6 separate regions of the Mus musculus genome follow, and regions 1, 2, 3, 5 and 6 are each linked to region 4. The links are chromatin contacts, called in public HiChIP or PLAC-seq and Micro-C maps. All regions are on one chromosome and are shown on one strand. The core of a region is the stretch at or near the end of the contact, and the rest is flanking DNA. Distances in the headings are between cores, read along the strand shown. Region 1 overlaps Mecom (MDS1 and EVI1 complex locus). Region 2 holds the start of Phc3 (polyhomeotic 3). Region 3 overlaps Mecom (MDS1 and EVI1 complex locus). Region 4 holds the start of Mecom (MDS1 and EVI1 complex locus). Region 5 holds the start of Prkci (protein kinase C, iota). Region 6 overlaps Mecom (MDS1 and EVI1 complex locus).

Region 1 (2,700 bases), core at 12-2,511, 420 kb before region 4:
GCATTTTTCACTTTTACCATCTGAAAATAGTGCCTGGTCTACACTGGGTCTCAAAATCACGTTTGCTAAATGAATGAATCAGGCGATGAGGATTGAAAGAGCTACAAGACAGAAAAGCTTTATGAAAGCATAAACTCCACAGTTGGGTTATTCGGATTCAAAATCTGTTTTTGCCATTTATTGGTTGCCTGACCTTAAGAGAAATCGATTTGTTTATACTTGATTCCATTCTCAGTCTGTACAATAGAGAGTCCCATATACCATGCCCCATAGAGAGAATAATTAAAATCATCCCTTGTAGACATCTACATTGTTTCTGGAACCATAATAAAGTAACTGCTCTCATTGCTATTACTGTCATCAAAATTTCCAGAAAGATCACCCTGATAATTCTGTGCCATGAGTTAGTAGTCATGAATAGAAATTTCTAATAAATAAACATTTTGGACTAAACTCACACATTATTCCAGTTTCCCTTTATATCCTTCTGTTTGGCTCCACAATCAATGGCCCCATTATCCATGGAGAATTGCTTCTTCCCTCCCTTACTCTCAGAATGTGGGGAGTTTGATGTTCATGTTGGTCTCTTTGCTCCATTTGAGTGGCTTGGGCTCCTGGCTTTGTGATCTACCTACCCAGCTTCAGAACTAGAAACTCATATTTCAGGGAGTGGAAGAAGCCACCAGACATCCTTCCCGTTTGCTTTCAAGTGAATGGGACTGAGAGATCACAATGTATCTATCCTCTATGTGTCCCAAGAGGAAAGGCACACAGAAAAAGTAAAAAAGGGAAAATGCAATTCTGTTTCTGGCTTTTCATTATTCATTGTGCATCCCACTCATTCACGTTTCTATTGGTTGCATCTATTCACCTGAACTCTGTGCAGAGGACTTTAAATGGATTCAAAGATGATTCAGACGTCAGTTCTGTCACCAGGTAGCTTTGGCCCCCAAATACAGCTTTGTCTCACCTGATGTCTCACCTGATGAGGAACAGGTGACAGTCTTAAGCGGAATTGATTTCCTCACTAGTTTCTGGTGAATTTGGTCTCCTTGCAGTTAGTCCAACTTCTGATGTCCAAAATGGCAACGGCTGACATGTGTCCCTATTTAAATTTGAATGAGTTAAAACTTCATTTCCTGGGGCCATTGGCCAAAAGTAGCTACAGGCTCTGGTACTGGACTACACAGACAGTTCCTTGAAGGAGTGCTTTCCCTGGAACCTGAGATACTGATAAATAAGCAAGTTACAAAGACTTTTCCGGGGGTCCAATGTTGATTTGATCTTAGCCAGCTTATTAAGGCAAACAGTCAAAATGGCAAGCAATAATTATTGGCTGAGATTCTAAATTGGTGTAAGGTAGATATGGTTTTGAAATTAATTCCAAACACCGGCTGCCCTTGGTGCCTTGTTATAGCGTCTTATCCCTGCCATTAGACAACAGTGAACTCCACATATGGTGCCCTGACTGGTCACATGATTTTTTAATATCCACACGATGGCACTAAAATGGCCTATTAGATTTACAGTGTCATTAACCTTCCAAAATAAAATGAGAGTCTGCTCTGGCAGGGGGAAGAAAGTGTGAGTGCTGTTGGGTTTTGGGTAACCAGTCTGTGAGGAAATGCTGACAGGGGTCAGCGTGACATCATCTTTCATTCAGCCCCAAAGCTGTCAGGCCCTCCCCAGATGTCTGAAACGCAGATATAAATTTTCATTATCCGGCAGCAAAGGGCCAGAGGTACACCAAATGAATTTTTTACCAATCAAATTATAGCTCGTTGCCAGATTAAGTGTAAACACTAATTTTGTGAAGTTTTCTTCTGGTCATTTATCTCCAACTCCACAAAGTAACCTCGCTGAAACTGAAAAGATTTAGAAATTAAATTATTGTTTTTATAATCTTGTTGTGGACACCACAAAATTGAATGAAAAGAAATTCCATTAATAATGAACAGTGCCGTCTTCTGCAGAACAATTAGATTTTTTTTTTTTTAAAGAAAAATGCAAAGCCAGGGCAAATGGGAAGGAACTGGTAGCCTAGCTTCACCATTCTGGGCCTTGATCACTCTACCTATGCATTGGTGAGCTAAATAGCACCATCACTGGTGGCTAAGAATGGGCTAAGAATGACTGTAAGAATTCATGCTCCCGTATTGGCAAATTTAATGTCCTTGATCCTCTGTTGTATTTGATTTGTAGAAGACAAATAATTCCCAGTTAAAACATTTAGCAGGATTGTACAAGAGCACATGTATTTATTCCTGGGAACTAGAACTCATTCTCCCTTACAAGTAATGGGGAGAATAGCCTGTTTTTGTCTCTGTTATACTCTGATGTCACAGTGCAGTGTAGTTATACTATAACAGGATAGATAGTCTATTGTCAACAGTGTCCACATCCTTCATATACATAGAAACGCTGTGCATGTTTCTCTGGTGTTAGGAGTGCCATCTCCTCTCATTTAGACTCTGGAGACCCTTTGTACTCCTTCAAGCTCTATCTGCTCTGGGGACTGCCAGGGTGTAGGCCTGTCCTCAGCAAGCATGGCATGGAGGGGCCGGTGGGGGATGACAGGGAGAAGCATTTGTGGCATGGGCTGCACAAGGCTGAGCACATCCAGAAGCCTTACCATGCTTAAGACCCAGAAATGCTTTTCAATAGGAGCTTTGGTTCCTTCTGAACTCCTGCAAGTAATGG
Region 2 (2,700 bases), core at 82-2,581, 460 kb after region 4:
AGAAATAAAAGTTGAACCGGCTGGCATTCCCACCGTCGACAAGCCTGTAACAAGAACATTTACTTCTCTTTCTTAAAAATCAAAACAAAATAGGGTGTCACTACGTAGCTCAGGCTGGCCTCAATGAGACTCAGGAGTCTCCAGCCACCATAGGCTGTATTAACAGCTCCAATATACAAGGGAGAAAGTAAGGTGAAAGGAAAAACAGATGGGGCTGCTAACTTCTTTTAGTGGGAGCTGAATCACATTTTTAGACGTTCTGCTGTTCATTTCCTTCCAATCAGCAAACCACAGTATCATATGGCACCTGCTCAATACTACACTCAATCAGCAGTAAGGTAAAATCTTGAAACTACTGCGTGTCAAAACACTTTGGCACCGGGACCAATGGCATCCAAGCCACCACCGTAAACCCTGGCCTTTCAAAGTCTTATTCTGCTCAGCTGTGCTCTCAAAGCCCAAAGGCGGGCGAAGAAGACAGTGAGTTCTGACGAACCAAAAATGGTCAGGGAACCTAGACAGTAATTCTAAACATTGGATGTGTGCAACTGGGCAAACCATCGCTTTACATTTCGAGGCCTGGTACAAAAGAACACTTTCGGGGAGCGCACGGGCTTGGCACGGAAATACTTGCCGCGTTCAGCTCTGGCACTCCAGAGGCCTACCCGGGAACCTGAAGTTTCAAGTCGCCAACTGAGCATAGCATCACAGCGCTACCCAAGAATGCGGCCCTCCAGGGAGGGAGGCTCGCCGCCGCAGCCCGAGCCCGGAGGGGGACTGCAAGGAAAGGCCGGGGAGGTGGGGAGCCTCGGCCGTGGGCCGCAGCCGCTGTCCGGACGCCTCCCTGCGCCTCCCCGCGCCCCCGCCGCACGGACGGACGGACGGACGGACAGACAGACGGCTACGGGCCCGCAGGAGCCAGCGCGGAGGCCCGGCGGCGCCTGCCCAGCCGGACACACCTCGGCGGGGACCGCGGCTGGAATGACAGCCCCGGCCGAGCGCCGCAGGGCTCGCGTCCCGGGAGAGCCCGGAGACTAGGGTCCCCCGGGTAGCTGTGCGCTTAGGACCACACAGCCCCGGGACCGCACGGCGCAGCACGCACTCCCGAGGGGAGGCTGGCTGGACCTGCCATCCTCCTCCCACAGTCGGGCTTCTCCACCACGCCGTGGCTCCCGCCTCGCCTCCGCCCTGCACCGCCAGCCTCGGAGCCCCAAGAGCTGCCTCGGGGGAACGTGTCGCAGCCCTCACTCGCCCCCCGGTTACGACATCAGTCACCAGCAAGTCACTCACTCCGCTTCCGCCATCTTCTCTCCTCCATCACTAACACGAAGTGCGCATGCGCCTCCTTTTCCCCCTGCAAGAGCCAAGAGCCGAGGGGCGGGATCTGGGGGGCGGGGGGCGCAGAGGTCACGTGAGGCCAGCGACTGCCAGGCTCCCTCCCACCTCAACTCTCTCTGTGAGGTGGCCTGTGTTTCCCTAAGTGGTCCTTCCCAGACACCCTCTATTTCTATGGCTCAGAATCTTTGTCTTAGCCCGGGGTCTGCGACGAATATAGAAAAAGTTCTGCTTAGCGCTGGAAATGTAGAAGTTGCTAGAATACTTTCAGAAACGTGCATCAAGTCTTAGGTTCAATACCCAGCCCCACATAAACCAGACATGGCTAGGCCCTTAGAAAGTGTTGTTTTGAATAAAAATTCAAAGTCATCCTAGACTATATAATGTAAAACAGAAACCCCATGATCCTGGTTCTATAAGAAAGCAGACTGAACAAGCAGCAGCCCTCCACAGCCTCTGCATCAGCCTCTGCATCAGCTCCTGTTTCCAGGTTCCTGCCCTACTTGAGTTCCTGTTCTGATTTCCTTTGGTGATGAACGGTGCTATAGAAGTGTAAGCCAAATAAACCCTTTCCCTCATGTCCTGCTTTGGGGATGGTGTCCCCATACCTTGCAAGGGTAAGCTTCTGTTTCCTGAACCTAAGATATCCTGAAAACCATGCTTTTTAACCTCTGCTGAATTTGTAACCCCATGATGTATACTCCTTTGCCTTGCTAAACTCCTGAACATCTCTGATGACTCCCCTTCCATATAGTGTCTTACCCTTGTATACCTCACAGCCGGCCTTGAGCCCTGAGTCCCCCCATTCTTCTGTCCTGGTGCTAACAGCCAACGCTCTCAACAGCTGTAATCTATCAACCCTAATCCTTGCCCCACAACAGAGACCTCAAAAGCCAGTGAGGGGCTGCTTTCTGAAACCTGAACTTGGATGAGGCAGCCTTTAGCCAGTCTAAGTATAGCTTGCTTAATCAGACAGTTGTGGAAATGTTTTTCCCCACCTCGGGTCTAACAGAAATTTTAAGGCTAGCCTGGGATATGTAAGACTGTGTTTAAAAAAAAGAAAGAAAGAAAGAAAGAAAGAAGAAAAATTAACTACAACTATAAAACATTAAAAATATGTATCCAAAATAGTCTGAAAAGTGGATTTTGTAGACATACATACACAGTGTGACTTTGCTTCATAGATCCAAGAAATAAGCAAATCTCTGTTGCTCTTGACTGAGAAAGAAGCATAGTGATCGTAAACAGTGTCTCCTATTTCCTGAGATGAAGTGCACTAATCTCAGTGTCTCAGGGTTCCATTGCTGTGATGAAACACCATCCCCAAAGCAGGTCATGGGAGAACGAGTTTATTTGGCTTACACT
Region 3 (2,700 bases), core at 121-2,620, 390 kb before region 4:
ATCCAACAGTGTGGATTTCCACCTGAACACAGATGAAACAAATCCAAGAGACGACCATTTTCTCCCAGGGAGTTGCTCAGTGTTGGCATCAAAATGTTTTGCCTGGATCTAACATATATGTTTAGCTATCAGCAGGGAAAGATGTAGTACACAGAGCTAGTGAGACGGTTCTGTGGGTACAGGTAGATGCGGGACAAGCACCACTACTTCAGTTTGATCCCAACCCTACTTTTAAAAAGCTGTCTGCAGTAGAGGGGAGGCATACTTGCCACCCCAGCACTCCTATGTGTGCGTGTAAGTGTAGACATAATTGGCTGGAAGGTACAGAGCAGATCTCCTGAAGAAGAAAGCACAGGAACAGAAATAGTGAGAGAGATGCTGCTTCCAAAACCACATGGAAGAAGAAGACTAACTCCTGAAAAGTGTGCTCTAGTCCCCACAAGTGCCCTGTGGCAAGGAGTGCTCTCTCTAGCTTTCTTCTCTCTCCCTCTCCCCTCTCCCCTCTCCCCTCTCCCTTCTCTCCCCTCTCCCTTCTCTCCCTTCTCCCTTCTCTCCCCTCTCCCCTCTTCCCCCTTGTCTCTGTCTCTGTCTCTCTCTCCTTGCTCGCTCTCTTCTTGCTCTCTCACTCTCTCTTGCTTTCTGTTTCTCTGTCTCTCTTTTTCTCTCCCTCTTTTCCTTCCTTCCTTTATCCCTCCCTCCCTCTCTCCCCTCCCTCCCTCCCTCCCTCCCTCTCTCCCCCCATCATACACAGTAGAGCAAGGGGGTCTATGTGGCAGTAATTCAGTAATGAGAAATGATGAACAGGCAGGAAAGATGGGAGAGTGTATCTAGATTTCGTGCTCCCACTTTCTGGTACCCACTTGTCATGATTTTGCTGATGTAGAGATTGAGGCCAGGATCTGTGACTTCCCAGCATCCTAGTACTTGCAGAGCAGGCCTAGAGCCATTTCCAGATTTTCACGAGGCAGGGATACTGATTCTCTGGAAAAGAAAGTCCTTGTGCAGCAAAGCTGGAGCTGAGCAAACACGAAGAACGTGATGACACACTTCCAGAGAGACAGCCAGCACGAAGATCATGCACCAGAGAAACTGACTCATAAGGGGCCCGTAAATGGGAATTCAGGGTGTTTCTAATCTTAGAGTTAGTTCTAAATAGAATTAAAATGATACCCATGAAGAAAGAAGAAGAGGAAGAAGAATGCTGGAGAAATAGAATGCCCTTGTCAAATGTACCTGGAATTTGTTAATGATCTAATAGACATTATAAACACCAAAGTGTGTCGAAAGTATTTGAAGAAACTGGTCATCCTTTTTCACTTTGTGAGTAATATCTGGGAATGGGATAAAAAATAATGATGGCCTCTAGGGAAGGTTTAAGAATGAGGTAATTTGCATGTTTCTTCCAGAAAACATTGAGTGTATCCTTCTCTTCTGCCAGGATAATTTTAAATGGTTGGCATCTAAACTGAAAAATCTCTGCAAATGTTGATCAATGTCCTGGTGCGGCTCTATATTTATGTCAGTGTGACAGTTCATTCTGGACTTGTACAGTGAAGCTAGGCAACTATTCAGTCTTCATATTTTTATTCAAGGCTTGAAGAAAATCCTAAAGTTCTGGGTAGACCTGAGTCTTAGATTCTGGTTCTTCTAAAGCTAGAGCAACAGCAACTCAACCAAGGAGGGAAAAATGGTCACTTCTCTGGAGAAATCTTGACTATTTATATTATTCCCTCTGCCTCTTCTGTCACATAATATTCTGGCCTTTCTCAACAACCAAGTAAATTTTGTGGACAAATGCTTCCACTTCCATCAGAGATGTAGCCAATAGAGTGTATGCCAATGTAAGCTAAGCTTGATATATTTTCTACAAGAAAATAACTATCCTACATCCCAACTATCAGATGGAGTACTCATCTATGAATGAATAAATTTCAGAGAAATAAGTGTGACAAATATATTGGAACAAAATATACAATGATTCTGAAATGCATAATTAATAGTTGAAGGTGTGTCAGGGTTTATTTACTTATAAAGAAACTATGTGTTTATAGTTTGAAAGTAAAACCCAAAGTTGTGAGGCCAGTTATTCAACTCATGCAGATGGTTGCTAATCTCATGAAGTCTCATCAACATGGCTGCCTAGGCAAGACTTGAACAGTGATGCCATCAATAGACAAGCTAGTGTAGACGGGAGGAATCGAACAGGTCCTCAACTTAGACAATTATGGGCAACTGCACAATTCTGAGTGGCAGATACAGTCTTCCTCCAGGAAGACTCCTTCAGTTGAACATTTGATACAAAGTGGTTGGCCATGATGTCATATACATTTAGGTATACGGGTAACATTATATGGATTTGAGGATGTAGTATATATATATGTGAGTGTGTGTGTGTGTGTGTGTGTGTGTGTGTGTGTGTGTGTGTGTGTGCGTGCGTGTGTGTGTTTATGAGAGAGAGGAGGGAGAGAGAGAAAAGAAAGAGAAAAGAAGAGAGAGAGAAGGAGAGAGCAAGAGGGAGAGAATAATGACAATTAAAGAAGCCACGACTTTGAGATTAACAAGAGAGGTGCATGGGAGGAATTAGAGGGAGGAAAGGGAAAACAATGTGATAACTTCAAAAGTATTATTTTAAAAAGTTACATGTGACCACATACTGATACAGCTATTCTAACTTCTGAGTGACCTGTCTCATTAAAGGTG
Region 4 (2,700 bases), core at 175-2,674:
AGCCCCAAACCCCACTACCCTAGTCCCGCGTGACCGAGGCTGCTCCGCTCCGGGCAGACAGAGGGCGCCGGGGAGGACGAGTGACCCGGGACCCCGGCTGCACCCAGAAAGAGAACGGCAGGCTGAGCTGCTCCCCCTTGGTGGCCCCGAGTTCCGGCAGCCCGCCCCCTGGGGGTCACTCGGCGCCCTGCCAGCCCGGGCTTCTCGGGTCGGAGCGCGCCCTCCTGGCCTTACGGAGCAGCGTTCTCGGCTGGCCGCGCGCCCTCCACGCCCGGGCCTGAGAACGCCGGCGCGGCCTCCGCTCTCCCCACCTGCCGAGTGACTCTGCGGAGCCGAGAGCTCGGCGCTGCCGGGGTTCCCCCCACCCATCCCCAGGACCGTGTCCCCCCCGGCCCCCCTGCCTCCCCTTCCCCAGGGCTCCCGCCGCGTCGCACACGCCGCCGCGTACAAGGACCGAGCGCACAGCGCCCACTACCGCAGCCGCGGCTAGGCGCAGCGCCGATCGCCCGCGCAACTTGCAAGCGGCCGCCTCGCAACTTTTCCCAACTCCATCGCGGCCGGCTGCGGCCACAGCCACCGCGGCTCCCTCGGAGCCCGCCACCCGTCCCAAACCCCAGAAACAAACAGAGCTTCAGAAAGGCGCCCTTCCCCTGCCCGCCCCCCCCCCACCCGCTTCCCCCCTCCTCCCGCTCCGGGAACTAGCTGGTTGGCCAGAGGCGACTCTCCCCCGCCTGGGGGGGGAAGGGAGGGGAGGGGGACACACTCTCCTCTCCCCCCACCCCTTCGCGCTCACTCGCGCGCGCCCTCCTCCCTCCCTCCCAGCTTTTTGCTGCCCCCACCCCCACCCCGGAGTTGCCACAGCTGGTCCTGGTGCGGGGCTCAGGGCTACCGCGCTTCCACTGCGCCCAGAGCAGGAGCCAGGGCGCGGAGGCAGGAATCGGCAGGTTGCTCCGGCTGCCGGCTGCGCTGTGCCTGCCTTCCACCCCAGGCCCCCCGCGCCAAAGCAGCCCGCGCTCTCTCCCCGTGCGCTAGACACAGATACGCAAGATGGCAGAGAAGGGGGGGAAGCCAATAGAAAAGGGATATTGCACCTACTTGTGGCCAGTTTCCTTGCCCTGCCTTTGGATCTCATGCTGTGCCCAGTCCTGCAGCCGCTGCTGGGTGGTTAGGTTTTTTTTTTCTTGGATCTTTTCCTTCTTTTGCTCTCTCTCTCCCCCTCCCTTCTCTCTCTCTCTCTCTCTCTCTCTCTCTCTCTCTCTCTCTCTCTCTCCTCTGTCTCACACACGCACACACACGCACACACTCGGTCTTTCACTCTCTCTCCCTCCCTCTCTCTCTTTCTCTCAATCCACACTCGCTATCTCTAGCATTGTCAGTTTGGACACCTTCGCACATGCGCGTTAGACGCCCCTCCAACATCTCAGCGCCGCCAAAAAAAGTTTGGAGCGATTTATCACTTTGATTTGGAGATCTTGTCAGATGGCAATCGCCGAGGAGGCGGAGAAAGGGAGCTACGGGGAGGGCGGCAGGGGGCGGGGAGCGAGCGCGGGGAGCTGGAGGGGAGCAGACACTTCGCCCAAACGGGAAAAAAAATAAAAAGAAAGAAAGAAAAAGAAAAGAAATGAAAAGTCTTGGACAGAGAATTGATTCGTGGGGCAGAGGACTATGTCTGTGTGGGAGTCAATAAGCCTGCATTATAATTATTATTAATGTTTTCTCCACCATAAATTACATTGTCTGTAGGGGAACCGAGCGGAGGAGGGAAAAAAAACTTTAGGATAAATCTTTCCGTCTACACAAGAACTAGGCTGAGGACTGGACCGTGAACGTGTTATCAGAAGGCGAGAAGCATCTTGAACTTCAGAGCTCTGCCCTTGCTGCCGCTCTCTCCTTCTGAAGTTCCTGGGGCTTCCGCTTTGGATGAATAACCGGTTCTCGATTTTAGCTGTAATACCAACGGTAGCTGCCATCCTAGGAACATTTCAGTAGTCTGTTTCCATCAAGTAGCAACAATCGCCCTTGATGCCCAGGTCCCGCCGGGCTGAACATTTGACATCCAAGACCTCCTGCCTTGCCTAAGGTCGGCCGGCACCTTCCGGCCTCCTGCTGCTACCCAGCCCGCCTGCCATTTCCACTCACTCACTGAAACCTACAACCTCTGGGGTCACCAGAAGGAGGAAGGGGGGAAATTCCATACGCATACCTAGAAAATACAAAACGTACATTGTTGAAATGTGCCTAATTACAGAATTTACTAATGAAGTGTGCAGGCAGAAATGAAGGCGCAAGGGGTTAGGTGTGTTCAAGGTATGAATCACTCCCAACTCAGTATGGATTTTTCTTAGTACAACCTTCTTGCATTAAACAGTTGTGTTCAATACCTTCCACGTGCTATTTATGTCTCCATTAATATCTGCTGCAAATCCTGCCAGACACCATAAAAGAAAATTGCCATCTTTTCCGTGCGGTGCTGCTACCATCCTAAAACTCAAGTCGGAAGAAGCAGGAAAGTCCTGGTCTCTCCTCTGAGAGAGCAAGGACGAGCAGGGTTGTTGGGAACTCAGTTGCACCTGTTGGTATTCATTTAGTTTGAGCTCAGACTGCGGTTGTGAGAGAGCGAATATCTAGGTTCAATTCCCAGGGGCTTCGGTGGCCAAGCTTACAGGACCTACCTCATCTAAGAATACCCACCACCTTTCC
Region 5 (2,700 bases), core at 181-2,680, 490 kb after region 4:
GTTTGATTCCCAGCACAACTATCTGAAACTCCAGTTCCAGTGTATCTGGCACCCCTTTCTGACCTCTGCAGGAACCAGGCGGTGTGTGGTGCTCATACATAAAATAATAATTAAAAAAAATGACCATCAGCAATCAATCCATATTTAACGTGATGATGCAGCCTCTAATTGTTAAAAAAAAAAAAGTTATTTAGTGGAAATTTTCATATACTCCAAATTTGTGGACGTTGGATGAAGCTAGTACCAAGCTAAGTGTCACACATAGTAGCTCTGATAAAGCAAGCAACCAAATCTAATGTATGATTATAAAGAAAGCTGCTGGGTAGTGGTGACACATGCCCTTAATAGGACCCAGGAGGCACTAGCAGGCGAATCTCTGAGTTTGAGTCTAGCCTGACAGAATGAGTTCAAGGACAGCTACAGAGAGAAAACCTCTTACCAACCAAAAACAAACAAACAATAACAAAAAGAAAGCCATATCTTTGCTTATTTCAACAATTTGCACATGTTGCTATCTGAGCTGACCTGGTGGCTAGATTCAAGCTACCTTAAGGGTAGAGTAAGTGATACAGGCAAGATCTGAGGAAGTCCGAAAGTAAGTTACACGGACAGATTTTTTTTTCTAATTCTCGACCAGACTAGTGTAAGTAAAATAAATGCTAATGAACTGACACACTAGTTAAGTATTCACTGGGCACTTTCTTCTATAGAATGGCAATATTCACGGGTTGAGGGCCTTGAAGAAGTCTCTCTCCTGTGGTATCTCCCAATTGAGTTTCTTCTTTCGTTGCATTCACTAATGCTTTTGCTACCTACATTATTAAATTCTCCCCGAAAAGGATTTGCTGAGCAGGTAATCAAATCTTGTTCCCCCAAAAGGGAACTGTTTAATTTCAATGATCAATGAAATTGACATGGAGAATTTAATTGGAAGGAGATTCTACATCTTGACGAAGCCATCTTTCCAGTGCCCTCAGATACTCAAGCGGTTTTCAGGACTTCCATGCCTACAACTCCCGGGAAGCACAAGATCGAAAACGCGGCACTCTACACTTAAGGAACAAGTCCCAGAATCCCACCGGGACTCCAAATCCCAGAATCCCGCGCAGCAAATACATTCCGGAAGCGTGGCGGGCTAGCTGGGACGAGACTAAATAGAAGAAATAGGGGAAGCAACCTTGAGCGTGGGTGCTCTGTAGGTTGTTTTGTAGAAATCCTTCCATTTAAAGGCGTGGTTTACAATTACTTATATTAATATCCAAGTATATTCCCATTTCAGAGCGTCTGTTAGTAGGCTGGTGGGTTCTGTTCCCTCTGCTAGCCTCTTCTCCCCCCCGTGAGGATGAGAGCGCCGGGGCTCCGCGACTCCTGAGCCCGCCCTGCCGCGGAATGCGGCCTTGGGAGCGAGCGTGGTGGGAGGAGCCGCGGCGGGAGGCGTGTTGTGCCGGGCGGAGGGAGGAGCGCTGGGGCTCGGGCTTGGCGGCGAAGCGACCCCTTGCTCGCTCCGCGCCGCGGGCTAGGCGTGTTGGTCGGCGAGGCGGGCGGCCACGGCTTCCCGACAGGCTCGGGAGGCCGAGACCCTCGCGGCGCCCGGCGCTGCCCCGGCCCCCTCGGCCTCCTGCGGCGAGGCGGGGGAGTGAGGAGATGCCGACCCAGAGGGACAGCAGCACCATGTCCCACACGGTCGCGTGCGGCGGCGGCGGGGACCATTCCCACCAGGTCCGGGTGAAAGCCTACTACCGCGGGTGAGTGTTGGCGGTCAGGGACCCGAGCGATCGTGGGGGCGGCGAGAGGTGCGGTTGGTGGCACCCTGGACGTATGAGTGTAGGTCGCCAGGAGTCGGCGGAGGAGAGTGGGCGCAACCGGAGGGGAGGACAAATCAGCTGACGGAGAAATTTGCAACTGTTTCGGGACTGGGTGGATTGAAGATTTCGAGGGAAGCCTCTGTTCACTCACTACTGTGGGCACGCAAGCCTGGACTGCTTCGTTAGGTGGCTCCTTTCATTGCAGACAGGCCTGAAGCCTCCGTCTTATAAATCAGGTTTACATCTATCCTTCGCCGTGGGAGAGTTCATGAAATAAGTCTGGACTATGGTCAGAGAGCCGCTATAGGTGTTAGAGTTAGTACCAAAGTCGATACTTTTTAATAGGATGTGCACTGGATCCTGGGTGGTCAGAATTAAGGTGCAAATGTGCTGACCCACATTTTGGAAGTTAGGGTGAGCTATCGAAAGGTGAGAAGCCAAGGCTTTAAATTCTAGAAACGATCTTTACCCCACTTGATTACCAAACGTTTAAACTAATGTCTCTGCCAAAAGTAATCCAGTTCTGAGCATAGCCCAAATCATTTTCTATCGTGACTTATCATAAAGTTCTTCCTCTCCTTTGACTTCAGTGTGTGGTTTGAGATAATTTAGGATCTCTGCTGAGGTGAAAGGCCAGCGTGAGCATAAAGACTGGAGAGCAGGGATTAACAGAAGACCTCTCTGCTTGTCTAGGCAGAAATAAATTGCTTTTAAAAGCTTCAAGTGCTACAAGGTTAAAAGAGCTGTGCGTGCTTTCACATTCCTGAGGGGATCAGTGAAGATAGCAGACCTTCCCGGTTCTTTCTTGTTTTCCTTTCAAGAGAACTGAAGCTGCACATGTCTTAATGTGTACATGTAAGGCCTTAGATTTGTGTGTTATCTTCCAGCCTCTGAC
Region 6 (2,700 bases), core at 68-2,567, 320 kb before region 4:
GTTTTCAACTTTACTATGATGTTTAGACCAGAATGATCTTCAACACTACCAAAATGTCACAAATTTGATAGTGAGTACACCTCTTTCAGAAGGGTGCTGCTTCCACACTAAGGCTTACTCATCCCCAAGACAGATCTAGGGGCATGTCATGTACATTGCTAGATTAGCCACATCCATGGAAACCCCTCTCAAGCTCTAGTGTGAAACTCCATCATTAAAAACCACTTCAAGCTCTTTCTCCAATGGACCACAAATGACCTAATAATGTCCCCTCTGTGGAAACTAAGAGATCATATGATGAATTCTTTTTAGAGAAGTGTTTCATTCATTATTCTTAAAAAGAAAAAAAAAAAGTCTTAAAAGTAGAAAATGCTGATGAATGGCTACTACAAGTAAATAATTCCAATTCATCCATCAAAAGGCTCATACAAGGATACAGCTTGTGTCTGGGGAAAGGGGTTAACAATTCTCCAGGAAGAACAAATAATAGCATGAAGCGAGCCTGAAACCTGAGGACACAGGGTTATTGATACTCATGCATACGCTTCACAACTGCTAACTAACGGAGGAAGTGCTACTGCCCCATCCAGACCTATGAAGGAAGGAGCTTCAGGAGACCAGAATCAGTGCTCAGTAAATAGATACCATGTGCTCAGCTCCTTCTTCCCAAGAAGTGTGTCTTTCTTCCTTCTAAGGCCATTACTAGGGAGTTCTATTTAACAACAAAATATGAATTCCACAGTGGATTCCATGAGGCAGAACACTGCTAGATCTATCTACCTGTGGCCTGGAAACACTGGGAAGATCTATGAAGCTACAGAAGACAGAGAGAGACAGAGATATCCAGACAGATAGACCAAAGAATATCTCAAGACAACAAGGTATCAAAACTGCAATGCTAAAGCAAGAAATTAATTTGGGCCAAGGTCTATGCCTATCTGTAATAGAAAAACCATTTACCAAATATGACCACAGTCCCTCTGCCCAAGAGGCCACCAAAGAACTTGAGTGTATTGCCTTTCCAGCTTCTCTTCAAACAATGGATCCTTGTTCCATGCCCTCCCAGCTGTGACAGGCATGATAAAAATGGAGGTTGTTTTTATATTCTCTGTGCTATTTTGACACTGACAGCAGCATGGTCATTTGCCAAATAATCAGAGCACGCTGGCATTTTTATAAATAAAGTGCTGGGGTTTGACAGTAATCTGTGCAAGGAGGACTTGGAGGACGGACAAAACATGCCTTCTTTCCCATCCTAGGAAACAGGCTTCCTTGGCGATTTTTCAACACACGTAAATGTCTTTTGACCAAAAGGCAGCTAGGAGTACAGCTATGACATCAGCCCAGCCCAGCAAAATGACACAGGGAAGTGGTTCTCCCTCCTCTATGGCTTGCAGGAATGTGTTCCTGGAACTTGGTGCATTATGCAAGGAGGATTTTATTTCATGCAGAAGAGGCACGGGTGTGGGAGAGGACAGAGGCTAACTGAGGCTCTGCACTCTCCACAGTATTCAGTGCTCACATAGATGGCTCTGTTCCTCTCTAGAACCCTAGTTCCTAGCTTAGAGATGAGCAAACCACATGTACCCTGGTGAGGTAACAAATGCTGTGTCTGCCACAGTCCAGCCAAGAAGGACTTGAGCATAAGAATATTCAAACCAAGACGAAAGGATGCATGCATGCCCTCTGTAAGAAAAGGATCTTTGAGACTTGAAGGTGTTCAAACACCTACTCTCCACTATATACATATATTCTATATATGTTTGCCTTTTAAAAAAGCAGTTGTTTGCCTTTAATCGCAGCACTTGGGAGGCAGAGGCAAGCAGATTTCTGAGTTCGAGGCCAGCCTGGTCTACAATGTGAGTTCCAGGACAGCCAGGGCTATACAGAGAAACTCTGTCTCGGAAAAAAAGAAAAAAGCAGTTGTTTTAACAGGTTTCAAGAAATTTTTATAAGTAACGTCTCTCAGATTTTCTCTTAGGAGGCTTTCTGGTAAGAATATTTAATTATTATTTGGTAAGTGAGAAAAACTGACCTTCAAGAAGCTTAGGCAAAGCCGCAGGTCCAGCTAAGGAGATGGGATTCAGGAAAGATTGTCCAACCCCTCTCGCTCCCTCCACTGCAGGGCCTTCCATGTCTTGGATTCTTCCCACAGGCTGAACGTGCTAGAACTCCAGAGCCCAAACTTCCCCAGCAGTACAGGAAGAGGGGCTGAGGACCTTGCCGTTGGTACCGTGTGCCAGGAGGAACTTGCTCAGACAATCCAACTATGGGGACTTTTCACTGGGTATTTCCATAGTTGTTTCCAGCTACTTGACTCCCTGATCCCAGCAAAGTCAGACCACACTCTGTAAGGACAAGGCTTGCCTGTGGATATCAGTCCTACAGTTAACAGCTTTCACACTACAAGTAGCTGGGCTTCCTGGGAAACAGAGCTAAGTCTAGAACGATTTGTGGCATGCATAGGATATAACTCTCCTGCCTTTGAGATGCCATGTAAATAGGGAGACATGGAAGCATGCTTAGGGATCACAGCAGCAAAGGGCTGGGCAAGGCCCAGGAGCACAGAGCAGGGTCCAGCTTGTGTCACTCTCAGATGGTTGCTAGAATGTACTTCTAGCAATGACTAAAGTCAGTGTGTCACTGTTTGGCTACCAAATTCCAAATGGATGTAGACAGACTTTGATCTCTGCCAGGGAA

Evidence for each region. Hi-C and Micro-C count contacts between places; a contact is called where the count stands out from the background. HiChIP or PLAC-seq counts read pairs in DNA pulled down with a chosen protein or histone mark.
Region 1: an H3K4me3 HiChIP or PLAC-seq map of embryonic limb bud shows a contact between it and region 4, with 4 times the contacts expected there. The contact joins the enhancer-like site here to the promoter of Mecom in region 4. A contact is called at or near these places in 4 of 484 Hi-C or Micro-C datasets (LSK cells, embryonic fibroblasts, muscle stem cells and 1 more), 16 of 115 datasets of contacts at active chromatin or transcription factors (bone marrow-derived macrophages, cardiomyocytes, craniofacial prominence and 10 more) and 1 of 9 other capture datasets (embryonic stem cells).
Region 2: a Micro-C map of embryonic stem cells shows a contact between it and region 4, with 6 times the contacts expected there. The contact joins the promoter of Phc3 here to the promoter of Mecom in region 4. A contact is called at or near these places in 3 of 484 Hi-C or Micro-C datasets (all in embryonic stem cells) and 2 of 115 datasets of contacts at active chromatin or transcription factors (embryonic stem cells and pancreatic cancer cells).
Region 3: an H3K27ac HiChIP or PLAC-seq map of embryonic fibroblasts shows a contact between it and region 4, with 11 times the contacts expected there. The contact joins the enhancer-like site here to the promoter of Mecom in region 4. A contact is called at or near these places in 1 of 39 promoter capture datasets (embryonic stem cells), 2 of 484 Hi-C or Micro-C datasets (nephron progenitors and ventricular fibroblasts), 14 of 115 datasets of contacts at active chromatin or transcription factors (the NIH/3T3 cell line, bone marrow-derived macrophages, craniofacial prominence and 10 more) and 1 of 9 other capture datasets (embryonic stem cells).
Region 5: a contact with region 4 is called in an HNF4G HiChIP or PLAC-seq map of pancreatic cancer cells. The contact joins the promoter of Prkci here to the promoter of Mecom in region 4. A contact is called at or near these places in 1 of 39 promoter capture datasets (pre-B cells) and 2 of 115 datasets of contacts at active chromatin or transcription factors (embryonic stem cells and pancreatic cancer cells).
Region 6: a contact with region 4 is called in an H3K4me3 HiChIP or PLAC-seq map of stem cell-derived neural progenitor cells, with 3 times the contacts expected there. The contact joins the enhancer-like site here to the promoter of Mecom in region 4. A contact is called at or near these places in 1 of 39 promoter capture datasets (the SN4741 cell line), 15 of 115 datasets of contacts at active chromatin or transcription factors (bone marrow-derived macrophages, craniofacial prominence, embryonic hindbrain and 9 more) and 1 of 9 other capture datasets (embryonic stem cells).

Annotation. Positions count from the first base shown.
Region 1 is chr3:30,084,795-30,087,494 of GRCm38.p6, forward strand. All of the region lies in intron 2 of Mecom (MDS1 and EVI1 complex locus), which reads right to left. Among named protein-coding and RNA genes, the nearest start is that of Mecomos, 66 kb to the left of the region's middle. Within about 2 kb of position 1,262, at least 5 of the 459 cell types and tissues checked have an H3K27ac peak or open chromatin away from gene starts, as enhancers often do. A contact at or near this core is called in embryonic limb bud, where this site is marked.
Region 2 is chr3:30,968,084-30,970,783 of GRCm38.p6, forward strand. It overlaps Phc3 (polyhomeotic 3), which reads right to left and starts at 1,332. Exons shown (of 15, transcript NM_001165954.1): 1 at 1,291-1,332. The coding sequence starts at 1,304.
Region 3 is chr3:30,119,966-30,122,665 of GRCm38.p6, forward strand. The region is part of intron 2 of Mecom (MDS1 and EVI1 complex locus); the gene reads right to left. Among named protein-coding and RNA genes, the nearest start is that of Mecomos, 100 kb to the left of the region's middle. Within about 2 kb of position 1,371, at least 36 of the 459 cell types and tissues checked have an H3K27ac peak or open chromatin away from gene starts, as enhancers often do. A contact at or near this core is called in the NIH/3T3 cell line, embryonic fibroblasts and pancreatic cancer cells, where this site is marked.
Region 4 is chr3:30,508,335-30,511,034 of GRCm38.p6, forward strand. It overlaps Mecom (MDS1 and EVI1 complex locus), which reads right to left and starts at 1,425. Exons shown (of 16, transcript NM_001370769.2): 1 at 1,096-1,425. The coding sequence starts at 1,132.
Region 5 is chr3:30,994,341-30,997,040 of GRCm38.p6, forward strand. Prkci (protein kinase C, iota) reads left to right here and starts at 1,431. Exons shown (of 18, transcript NM_008857.3): 1 at 1,431-1,745. The coding sequence starts at 1,645.
Region 6 is chr3:30,186,959-30,189,658 of GRCm38.p6, forward strand. The region is part of intron 2 of Mecom (MDS1 and EVI1 complex locus); the gene reads right to left. Among named protein-coding and RNA genes, the nearest start is that of Mecomos, 170 kb to the left of the region's middle. Within about 2 kb of position 1,318, at least 32 of the 459 cell types and tissues checked have an H3K27ac peak or open chromatin away from gene starts, as enhancers often do. A contact at or near this core is called in neural progenitor cells and stem cell-derived neural progenitor cells, where this site is marked.